Regions from separate parts of the Mus musculus genome. Here all the other regions are linked to region 1. A link is a contact called in public Hi-C and HiChIP or PLAC-seq data. All regions are on one chromosome and are shown on one strand. The core of a region is the stretch at or near the end of the contact, and the rest is flanking DNA. Distances in the headings are between cores, read along the strand shown.

The links. Hi-C and Micro-C count contacts between places; a contact is called where the count stands out from the background. HiChIP or PLAC-seq counts read pairs in DNA pulled down with a chosen protein or histone mark.
Region 2: a Hi-C map of bone marrow-derived macrophages shows a contact between it and region 1, with 30 read pairs. The contact joins the promoter of Cfap54 here to the enhancer-like site in region 1. A contact is called at or near these places in 9 of 39 promoter capture datasets (the 3T3-L1 cell line, the C10 cell line, cranial neural crest and 3 more), 3 of 15 datasets of contacts at CTCF or cohesin (the NIH/3T3 cell line, large pre-B cells and pro-B cells), 46 of 484 Hi-C or Micro-C datasets (the AML12 cell line, B cells, the C2C12 cell line and 17 more), 21 of 115 datasets of contacts at active chromatin or transcription factors (the 230-238 cell line, CD8 T cells, DN3 thymocytes and 9 more) and 3 of 9 other capture datasets (adipose tissue, embryonic stem cells and liver).
Region 3: an H3K4me3 HiChIP or PLAC-seq map of bone marrow-derived macrophages shows a contact between it and region 1, with 5 times the contacts expected there. The contact joins two enhancer-like sites. A contact is called at or near these places in 2 of 39 promoter capture datasets (the C10 cell line and embryonic stem cells), 2 of 15 datasets of contacts at CTCF or cohesin (CD8 T cells and pro-B cells), 52 of 484 Hi-C or Micro-C datasets (the AML12 cell line, B cells, the Ba/F3 cell line and 22 more), 16 of 115 datasets of contacts at active chromatin or transcription factors (the 230-238 cell line, CD8 T cells, DN3 thymocytes and 6 more) and 3 of 9 other capture datasets (adipose tissue, embryonic stem cells and liver).

The regions. Positions count from the first base shown.
Region 1 is chr10:93,363,645-93,367,292 of GRCm38.p6, reverse strand. No RefSeq gene overlaps it. Among named protein-coding and RNA genes, the nearest start is that of Gm17745, 29 kb to the right of the region's middle. Within about 2 kb of position 1,767, at least 57 of the 459 cell types and tissues checked have an H3K27ac peak or open chromatin away from gene starts, as enhancers often do. A contact at or near this core is called in the 230-238 cell line, B cells, adipose tissue and 6 more, where this site is marked.
Region 2 is chr10:93,079,573-93,083,164 of GRCm38.p6, reverse strand. It overlaps Cfap54 (cilia and flagella associated protein 54), which reads left to right and starts at 1,543. Exons shown (of 68, transcript NM_001347060.2): 1 at 1,543-1,900. The coding sequence starts at 1,569.
Region 3 is chr10:93,049,000-93,052,826 of GRCm38.p6, reverse strand. All of the region lies in intron 5 of Cfap54 (cilia and flagella associated protein 54), which reads left to right. Among named protein-coding and RNA genes, the nearest start is that of Gm40739, 24 kb to the left of the region's middle. Within about 2 kb of position 1,711, at least 80 of the 459 cell types and tissues checked have an H3K27ac peak or open chromatin away from gene starts, as enhancers often do. A contact at or near this core is called in adipose tissue and bone marrow-derived macrophages, where this site is marked.

The DNA.
Region 1 (3,648 bases), core at 518-3,017:
CACACAGTCCAATGCATATCCAAAGCCCGAGGCCATTTCCTCTCCTTGATTGCTCTGATCTGAATGACAGGTTAAGATGACATGGCATGCATGCTGGTATCCATTCACTCATAAAATGAGCTGTTAAACAGAATGGTCAATACAAGGCCTACTTGGTGGCCCACAGGCAAAATATAATTGATAGGTTCATGGCCATGCTCCATGGAGAAAAACGGATCCTATAAAATTACAGGCATTGTCAACACAACCCCAAAGCCACCAGACAATCTAATAAACGAAGAGATGAAAATCTATCAAATGGGTTAGTTAGAAAACTCACTTATGAAGACCACACTGCAAAGCAACAGATTCCTCCATTTCCAGCTTATTAGCCAGGCCATGGGAAGGCATCAGCAAGAGCAATTATAAAATAGGGGTCTGGTGGTGAGAAGTCACCATATCCTCTCCCCTGTCTGTGGCCAGAGCAATTTTTGGTGTTTTTTTTTTTTTTTTCCAAATCTGTGGCAATCTCAGCCCATTTCCTATAATTTGCTCCTCCATGAAGATGAAAGAAATCTGGCCATTTTTCTTCTCCTGTTAAGCACACTATGTCATCTTTTTTTCCCCATGTTAAATGACCCAAGTCCCCCGTGGCTGTTTTTCAGAATGTCTTATTTTTAAGCTATCAGTATGGCTTTCCTATGGATTTCATTATAATAATAATGAAATAATAATAATGTAAAATTCCATACTGGGTTATTTAATAGAGTTTTGCTCAGCTTGAGGAAAGCTAAAAGATCCCATCTCAGTCTTCAGCCTTGTCTAGTCTTGCCCACAGGCTGGGATTAAATGTTCCCTTTGGCCCTCCACCCTTCAGTCTTACCAGTTTTTCTTCTATAAAGATTTCATTCTGACTTTTGGAAAACTACTTCTCTGTTGGGTTTTTAGGGTATCACTTCCTTTGCCGATTTATTAACACGTCCTCTAAGCCCAGCTACCTCTGTGAACAACAGATATATCCCAGCCCCAGGTCAAGATTGCTGACAGCCCTAAACCAATACCTGAGCCACTAACCAGCATTTTGCTGACTGCTTCAGAGCCAGAAGTACTCCACACATGATGGCCCAGCGTATTGATCTATACTACAGAAAGTATGGCAAGGATCCAGCTTTGGTTCATGTCAGGACTTCTAGGCTTGGAACTGATAAAATGAAATCTGACAACCTACAAAGGCCAGGAGAGGGCATCAGAGCCCCTGAAACTGGAGGTAGGTGTGGTTGTTATACACCACGTGAACGGGTGCTAGAGACCAAAATCTGGTCCTTTGTAAGAGCAGCCAGTGCTCTTAACCGCCAAGCCATCTCTCCAACCCCAGTCTTACAGTCCTTTGTCATAGGAGGCCGCTGTCCCATATGCTGTAGTGTAGCTGACAGCTGTGGGTTCTGCCCTGTACATGCCAGCAGTATTTCTGTCTTCTGACAAATAAAAATGTCTCCAGTCTTTTGCCAAGGGCCTTCCAGCTGTGAACTACTGCACTGGATAAGCCTTCCCTTCTGATCTTATCTTTTCAGACACAAACTACATTGGTTCAAAAAAAAAAGTTTGCATGGTGCACCCCTCCCCCACCTCATTCACTGCCTTGAATCCAAAGGGCTGCTGAGATTTGCCTTGGGATAGGATCTATTTTCGTTCTCTCCGATCGTGATCAAAGCCATCTTACTGTGGCCTCACTGTGGCTGTGCAGTGGATCAAGCACCACACAGTTACCCAGGAGCCTGTGCAGGCAGCTTCTCCCTCAGCACGTGCAGCAGGCTCTCCTCTAGAGGATCACATGACTGCCAATGTCTCATCATCCTTTCCCATTTACAAAGTCAGCGCTGGGGACTGAAGCCAAGGGCTTGCGCAGGCTACACCTCCAGTCCTGTTTTCTTGTTTATTTGTTGAGGCAGGGTGTCACTCTTGGTCTTGAACTTATCATCCTCCTGTCTCTACTTTCCTAGTGCTGGGGTCAGAAGGATGAACCACCACATGCAGCTAAGGACTGCATAGTCTTTAAATAAAATTTTACTGTCAGCCCACCCAGGCAACAGAGAGGAAAGCCCCTGGTGCAGAATCCCCGACCAGCATTGACCTTAAAAAAGTCAGTCTTCATGCCAAGGGCAGTTCCCTCGTGTGCTTTATAAAGCTGTTCCTCCCCATCTCCTTTCTTCAGAGTTTCATTTCCCCTGGTGACATCCGGCCCTCCCGTTACTCTCTTACCCTTGATATTCTCTTGCCATCTCCATACACGGACCCACTTTGGCTCCGTGGAGCCCCGGGGCAGTGGCTCACTGGAGTCTCTTGCAGCCTCTGCCCTCACCAGCTGGTAACTGCAAAGGCTCCACCAGTTCCCAAGCACCTTCCATGACCCTTCAGGTGTGATTCCTACCATACCTAACACTGAGCAGGAGGAGGTAGGATGATGGAACAAAAGAAAATGGGGGTATCAGGGGGCTGAAGGCTGCTCACTGAGAAACGTCCACGGAAGGCCTGTAGGATTGCTGGCCCCACGCACTTTTGTGACCCTTTCAAGTGGGAAGCCTATTCTATTCCAGTAGCTGGAAAGGCTACCCTTTTTTTGTTGCATTGTTCCTGCAAGGGCCAAGCCCAGTTTTTATCTGACAGACTGAAGAGTGCTTTACCCCACCCCTCTTTGTTGTCATGCAAATGTTTTGCTAATAGCATCATTTTCTTCCTCCAGTAGAATTGTCTTTGAGAGGGACCTATTTCTACAGACCCTCCCCATTCTGAAGAGATCTGCTTTGATGGCAATTTTTCTTTCTTCAGTGAAAATGCTATCTCCTGCCTGGCAGCTCAGCCCTTGCTTTCCACCAGCCTGCTGCAGTCACTGGTTGGAGACTGTCCCGCTTTAGCTTGGCATAAACACTTCCTGGAGACCCAAGTCTTCACACACAGCTCCATCTCATCCCCTGACCATCTATCTCACCAGCCTGATGTGGGTGGGAGCTTGAAGCTACACTGTATGGGAGCTAAGTGGCCCTGCCCACAGGAAGAGCACCAGAGAAATTTACATCCATACTGGAAAAGGCATCCTGCCTGTCCCTTTGTCCCTTTGTTCCTTTGTCCTTCCATTGCTTTCCCATGGGATTTCTCTTGCCAAGGTCTTGGGCAATTGAAAGTGGACCTCCCTGCAGCACATTCTCTTTATCTGGTTGACCTCTCTCCTTCCTTCCTTGGCATCCTGAATAGTATCACGTTCTCACCTACACCCAAGTCTGCAGGTTTCTTACAAGATTGGGTGAAATTCGGATCTGCCTAAGGTTTGAGACATACTCAGGAGAGAGGGAAAGGTGAAGATACAGAAAGACAAAAAGATGGCTGGAAATAGACAGCCCTGCAGGAGATCCAGAACGTGGTTGCCATGAGCAGGAATAAGGGTCTTCAGAGATGTGAAGGCCAGGAGGAAGGTGGGAGTGGTGTGGACAAGCTGGACACAGGACAGTAGGAGCATTTTAAGATCCTCATCTGGCTCAGTGGAAGGCAAAGTGACACGGGGCTTTGGGTCAGGCATTGATCAGTGGTACTTGGTGACCCCAAGTTGGGTGGAGGCTCTGCTGTTGGTGGAGTGAAGTCTGGGGACATGGAGATCGTGTTTTGGGCCAACAGAAT
Region 2 (3,592 bases), core at 294-2,793, 280 kb after region 1:
GAATTTACCAAGCCTATTACTAAAAGGTGTCTATTATTTTTTTTTCTTTTTTTTTTGGCAAAAGCTCAATGGACGCCTCCCCCTCCCAACCTGCATTCTTTAAATATGTTAAAGTTTGTTGCTCATCTCCAATACAAAATATTGTGCATCAAGAATAGGTGCTGCCTCTTGGATGGAGAACTGGGCCCTGACAGAGAGGTCCCTGCTCTTGTGTGTCACTGGAAGATTCTTTAGCCATAATTACCTGCTCCAATAAGTGATTTCCCCTGTGATCTTCCTTCCAAGAATATTAAGGTACAGTGCATAGGACAGAGAAGACCAACCTTACAAATTAGTACAGATGCTTGAAAGAAATGGGCTTGGAGCTGGAAGAGATAAGGCTGTGGCCCAGTGAGCTTCTTTACTATTCAGTGGATACCAAGGTCACCGTCTATATTTTGCATGTGAAAGAATTGGTAGTCGTTTTCAGTGTTTAAAGACCTTGTTTTTGAAGCCAACCTCTCTATCTCTGGTTCTTCAATATTTCTTTGGGCTTGCATAATTTGTAAGGAAAAGTATGTCCGCTAGCTGAAATTCAAATCCCAAATTAATAAATTTGACTCATTGTGGCCCATGAGATGCAAGAAAAGAACATTTTTTAGTGTTAAGCATTTCCTCTGAGACCTACAGTTTGTCCATCAGAGAGAAAAAAAAAATCTCCCATCTCCCCGTTTAAAAACAAAAAGTATTTGGAGAGTTAACACTTCAAACCATTTAGCATATATTAATGTCAAGGAGTTAAAGTTGAGCAAAAGGCATATTGATTTAGAACACCGTGACATTTAGGATAAGGCTGAAGTGGCAGTAACTCATGATCATTACTCACAAACTCAAACTGCAGCGGGAAGAGAACATAGCCACACAAGGTGCTTGTCTTAACCAGATTGTCAGGGAGTTCCCTAATTTCGGTTTGGGAATTCAGCTTCAGTGCTTTCTCTTGGGGGCATCACCAGGACGGCAGATTTCTTATGATCACTGGCTTTGCAGCACATAATTAGGACTTGTCCCCTGATTCTCAGTTATCCTCTGAGTTTGGTCAAAGTCAAGCTATGTTCCCCTAAGCTGTGAAACCGAGGAGATAGGATAGAAGCTGAGGTATGAAGTCATGACGATTAATGAGACAGGTAATGTCTCAAAATGCTTGGAATAATGCCCAATACATCTTAATGATTGTAACCATGGATATTAGTAGGTGGTCCAAATAGGGAAAACATTGTATGAATTTTTGATGGTAATTTTCTTTATTGGTTCTTTGCTTTAAAGCCCTCTCTCAAGCGGCGTTGGATGTGAATGTCCGTAATCCCAGCACTCAAGACACTGAGGCTGGAGGATAGTGAGTTTGAGGCCAGAGTGGGTTACACACATAGCCAGCCATTCAGAGCATCCTGCCTTTCCAGGCTGTTTGTACTTTCCTCACCCTCTAGGGGCCGCTGTGCTTCCGGAGAGCGTGCAGGTGGCTTGGTTGCCGGGAGATCGTTGCTTGGCAACCGCTTGTCCACCAGCCTCTAGCCTGCTGAACTCTGATAGACATGGCGTCCTCCAGAAGCTCCTCCAGTTCTTCTGAGGAGTCCCCAGACTCTGAGACATCGGTGTCGCCGGTGCATCTGCCCCCAACGCCGCCGCCGACCTCTACCGCGGTTCTCAAGTCGCCCAGCGAGTCCAAGTCGAGTTCGACCGACCCGCCGCAATGTACCCACTCCGAGGACTCGCTGCCCTCTGCCGCCTTCTACGGGCCCCTGGACAGTAAAAACCCACTCCTGGCCTCTTGCGAGAAGGAGATCCGGGAGCTGTTGGGCTTTATGAAGAAGAAGAAGGCTCTAGCCACCTCAATGGAACAGAAGTACGAATTCCATCGGAGGTGGTAAGCTGAGGCAGGGTGCTGGGGAGGGCGCCTGGAGATGCCATTGGAGGACCACGACAGGGGTGGGGCCCTGGAGACAAGCTGAGCTGTAGCCACTCCCAGCTCTTACAGCCCTTAGCTCCCCCTACACGTTTCATGTCTTCCTTCTCAGGTCAAAATAAAAATCTGCACAGAAGTATTTCCTAACACTGGGTTTGGTCTCAGCGTTCTCATGGCCTCTCTTGGCTCACTCATGGGTCGCAAAACAGGACAAAAGTAGACTTAAGACCAACTCTGAGGCAGTTGCTCAGGTCCTTGAATTTAGGTCTCAACCAAGTCTGTCATATTGTGAACATGTACATTTTATTCTCTTTATATTCCGTTGGGATTACAGAAACTTCTTTTCCCCTTGACTTGGTGGCTCTTTGTGAGCGTCTGATTGGGTTTTTTGTTTGTTTTTCCAACTTATTTCTGTGAACTGAAAACTACCAGTTTCTAAGATTTGGTTTTGTTCATGTTGCCATCTTTTTTCTGGTCTAATGCTTTCCAAAATGAGTAGTTTCAAGACATAGGGAAGCAGCGAAGAATACCAGACAGGCAAATAACTTTTTTTTTTCTGGTGAGTATTTTAAACTTACATGTTTTGGTCATGCATTTAATCTGATTACACATTTTTAACTTACATTTATAATTCAACCAAACATCTTAATGATTTGTTGAGTAGACATATTTTTGACAGGTACTTTTCTCAAAACTAGGAAGGCATCAAGTTAACAATAAACCCCTCTCCCCCAAATCATATATTTCTGTGAGTATAGTCTTGTACTAAACAAACATGGGGCACAGCATTCCCACCATCCCTTTATCTACTCCCCCCACCCCAAGTTTCACTTACCTGTGGTCAAAGGCTATGCAAATCTTAAATGGAAAATTCCAGAAACAAACAATTGGCGTTGTTTATAGTCCCTTCTGAGCAGTCTGACAAAATCTTGCTCTGCACTGTTCTGACCCACCCAGGGTTTGAATTCACCCCTTTGTCCAGCACACTGACACTGTAGGCTTCGTCGGTCCATTTGTTAGTTAGCCATCTTGATTATCAGATCGACTGTCATAGAAACTCAGGATTTGTGCTAACATGACCCGTATTTTGCTTAATAATAATTATGAAGCACAAGAATAATGATGCTAGGGATGCAGATGGACCAAGGAGAAAGTGTAAATTCCTTCTATACATGGGAAAAATGTTTCAATAAGGAAGGAGAAAAATACATATTTGGGTGGCCAAGACCCACATATAGTTAGATGTTTTGAGAGTCACCATATTCATGTAGCTTTTATACAGTTTGTTATACATTTTCCACCCTAGTATAGCTCATCTCTTCTTGTGCCTAATTCATAAGGGATTCTTTGTCATGTGATGGCTAATCTTGCTTGTCAACTTGACTCTCCTGGGAAGAAGGGACCTCTTCTTGAGGAATTGCCTCCATCGGATTGGCCGTGTGGCATGACTGTAGGGCATTTTATTGACTGCTGATAATATCAGAGGGTGCAGTCTATCCTGAGCAGTGAGTGCTGCTTTTGGTCAGGTGGCCCTGGGTTGCCCAAGGGAAATAGCCAAGCAAGCCAGGGTAAACAAGCCAGTAACCAGTGTTCCTCCGTGGCTTCTGCTTCAGTTCCTGCTTCCAGGTTCCTACTTTGAGATCCTGCCCTGTT
Region 3 (3,827 bases), core at 462-2,961, 310 kb after region 1:
TGTGTCTATACATATATGAATGTGTGTGCATCTCTGTGGGCGTGTACACATGTATGAATGTTTATAGGCCAGAAGTTGATGTCAGGTACCATCCACAGTTGATCTTCATTTTGGTTTTTGAGACAGGAACTCTCTCTCTCACAGAACTTGCACCATTTGGTTCTGGGCGTGGGGGTGATTCAGGTCCAGTTGTGAAGACATATCACTGCCAAGTCAGCCCTGTGTCACCTTGGTGGTGCTTTCTGCCACCGAGGCCAAGGTTGTTGGTTTACCTTGCCCGTATCATCAGAACCTCCAGTCTGTTTCTCTCTCCTCCCAGTACAGGACTTAAAGACACATACCACCGTGCCTGGCTCTTTGATGGGTGCTGAGGAGTGAGCTCAGGTCATTGTGCTTGCATGACACTTTACCATTTTTCCAGTCCCTGAGTTCAAGTCTGTAACTGCATGAGACAGAAATAGTACTAGTTACCCAGTACTCTCGGTGTCATTCTTGGCTGACTTAATCTTCTAGTAATGTAGAAACCAGGCATTATGGCTGCCCCTCATTATTGCTGCAAACCCTGCAACATTCTGAGTATTGTGGAAGGGTTTGGCATGCATAGCAATCCTCACTATAGTCTTTTGAGGTAGAGATCATCAGTACTACTACTACCAGGCAGTGATATCCTCCTCCTCCTCCTCCTCCTCACTCCTCCTCCTCACTCCTCCTCCTCCTCACTCCTCCTCCTACCCCCTACTCCTCCTCACTCCTCCTCCTCCTCATTCCTCCTCCTCACTCCTCCTCCTCACTCCTCCTCCTCCTCACTCCTCCTCCTCCTCACTCCTCCTCCTCACTCCTCCTCCTCCTCACTTCTCCTCCTCCTCACTCCTCCTCCTCACTCCTCCTCCTCCTCATTCCTCCTCCTCCTCACTCCTCCTCCTCCTCACTTCTCCTCCTCCTCACTCCTCCTCCTCACTCCTCCTCCTCCTCCTCATTCCTCCTCCTCCTCACTCCTCCTCCTCACTCCTCCTCCTCCTCACTTCTCCTCTTTCCTCCTCCTCCTCCCCCTTCTTCTCACAACCATCACTACCACCACCACCATATGGACCATAGTTCACCCACATCCCATGTATTCTGCTAAGTACTTTCATGAATCTTCTCACTTGATCCTCATACCAACACTTTAACAAGGACACCGTTTTCACTAAACTTTCAGCTGAGGATGCAGAGGCTAAGAAAACCGAGCTTGCTCACAATTACCGGTGTAGATTGCAGCGTTCTGAGGCCACAGTCACAAGAACCACCACACAACTAAAGAGCAATGCCTATCCAGTCACTAAATCGGCTCCTGGCTTGCCTGTCTTATTCTGGTTTACCTACTCCAATGGAGGAACCGTGTGGAGGGACAGATCTTTTTTTTTTTTTCTCTAAAATCCCAAAGACCAAGACTGATGAAGGGCTTTTCTTCAGACAGAAGCCACTAAAGCACTCACCAGTACATGCCTAAGCAGTACTCCCGCTAACAATCAAGAGACACCTTTGCTTTGGATCTTCTGAGGCATCGTAAGGGGCAGTCTGGGACTCAACAAACGTTAAAGAAGACACTAGCAACAGTATGGACTTATGCTTTGCTTTCTGGTGAAGTATTTGGCTCACACAGCCGTTAAGCCACTCCCGTATTATTACTTAAATCTCAAGTCAACCTTGAAATGGCTCCTGACATGAACCTGTGATACACGAGGCTACACTGCCACCCTGTGGCCGAGTTAGTTTATTGTTTTTTTTCCCCCCTGCTGACACCTGAAGCAAGCTTTTGTGAGGTCCATGATTTTAGATCCATCTAGATTTTTAGCTCTTTGAAGTTTGATTTTCCTGTGAAGAAAATTGTCCTGTTTTAGTACATCTACTTTATTAATAAAAATAATTATTTCTTGCCTTTAGGGTTAGAGAAAAAAATGTTACTTGCCCCCCGCTTCTCCCCCCAGTGGCTTTTCATCTCCAGACTTGAAAGCAGGTTTTCCGGTGGGTTTTGGCACACTCCTCTCCTTTGTCAAAGCTTCGCTGAGTGGTGGAAAGAATGCTGCACTTAGCAGTTCAAAGACTTGAATTCCAGCCCCAGTTCACCTCTTTCAGAAACAGTTCAGACTCTGAGTCAGATTAGGTTAGATTTAACTTAAGGTCCCTTCTGGCAATGGCAATATACTCTCAGGGCTCTCTCTCTCTCTCTCTCTCTCTCTCTCTCTCTCTCTCTCTCTCTCTCTCTCTCTCTCTCTCTCTCTCAAACCCCAGTGTAACGATGAAGAGAAGCTGACTTTAGTTTGAAACGCGATTTTTCTTTCTTGCTGCGGAAGCTTTGAGGGATTTTTGCAAAGGCCTGTTGATTTGAAGAGGGTATTTACACAGACTTTTACACCATAGCCTCTGAACCACGATGATCCCGAAACAGGGTTGTTGTGGGGCAGTGGGTGCGAGGGAATAGGAGGTTCTGCTGATGCTGGCAAGGTAAACCAACAACCTGGGCCGCAGTGGCAGAAGGTACCACCACGGCCCCACTGACTTGGCAGTGGCCTGTCTTCAGAACTGGGCCTGAATCTCCTCACTGTGGCCACCCAGACACCCTAGAGAAAAGCCTCTGAACACTAGCCGTGCTGGATGAGGGAGATGAAGTTGGAAGAGTTCTACAGGGACCCGGAAAATTTATCTCGGAGACAGATCTAGCGGGGAGCACAGGCTGCTTGGGTATTTTCAGGTCCTTGGACGCCTGTGTTTGGAAGTGAGTTGTGCATTGCTTGGCACTTTCCCAGAAGACCTAGCTAGGACTGCGCGCCGGAAGCCTATTTAGGTGGATTTTAGTTTAGATTATGAAGTTGTCATTTTCTCGTGTTAAAAATCGCCCTATGCTGCCATGGTTTCTTGTTACCGGGATAGGAACTCTTGGTAGGGATGTCTGGTGCTGGTGGTGTCCGTGGGAAGAAAGTTAGGGGAGCCTCGAGCCCTACCACTTCAATGATCGCCTGAAGTATTTCCATAGCCAGCTTGGTGAGCTACCCCTTTAGTGAAGGTCTGTTTGCTAGTCAACAAGCATTTTCCGTGTGCCCACTACTTGCCAGGTGATATGAGGTTACCATATGATTACAATATGGTTACGATATGAGGATGACTCACAGGCTCCCCAGTCTAGTGGAAGGAGCTTAAGTTCCTGCCCGTGGATGGTAGAGCAGATTTGCACACTGCTGTTAAATCCTCATCTACATCCAGTAGTTTCTTTTCCTCTGGAATAGAAACTAACTAGACAGGGGAAAATTCTGCTCTTTCCTCTTCTGAGCCTCCACAGCCAGCAGCCGGGCCTGACTGTTACTTCTGTCTTTCTCAGTTTTCACTATTAAACACCACATGAACCTGATGGGTTTGCTCCATCCACAAAGCCATGGGGCCTTTTGGATGCAGTCCCCTTTCAAGGCTGGTCATTGATCCACTGAAGAAATTATTCTTTAGTTATTGAAGCCACATTTTCTCACGGGCAGAGACGTTTTGCTCTGCTGTCCAAAGTTGTCGTGACTTGAGGATCCAGGACTCTGGTCAGCTTTCCTATGCTGGGCTCTGCTGTTGCCATTTCCGGAGCATTCTGCCGAGTAGTTTTATGTCACCTTGACACAGGCTAGAGTCGAAGGCGAGGAGGAAATCTCAATTGAGAAAAAGTCTCCATAGGACTGGGCTGTAGGCAAGCCTCTAAGGCATTTTCTTAATTAGCGATTGATACGGGGGCGGGGGTGGTGCAGACATTGTGGATAGGGCCACCCTGGGCTAGTGGTCCAGGGTTCTATAAGAAAGCAGGCTGATCAAGT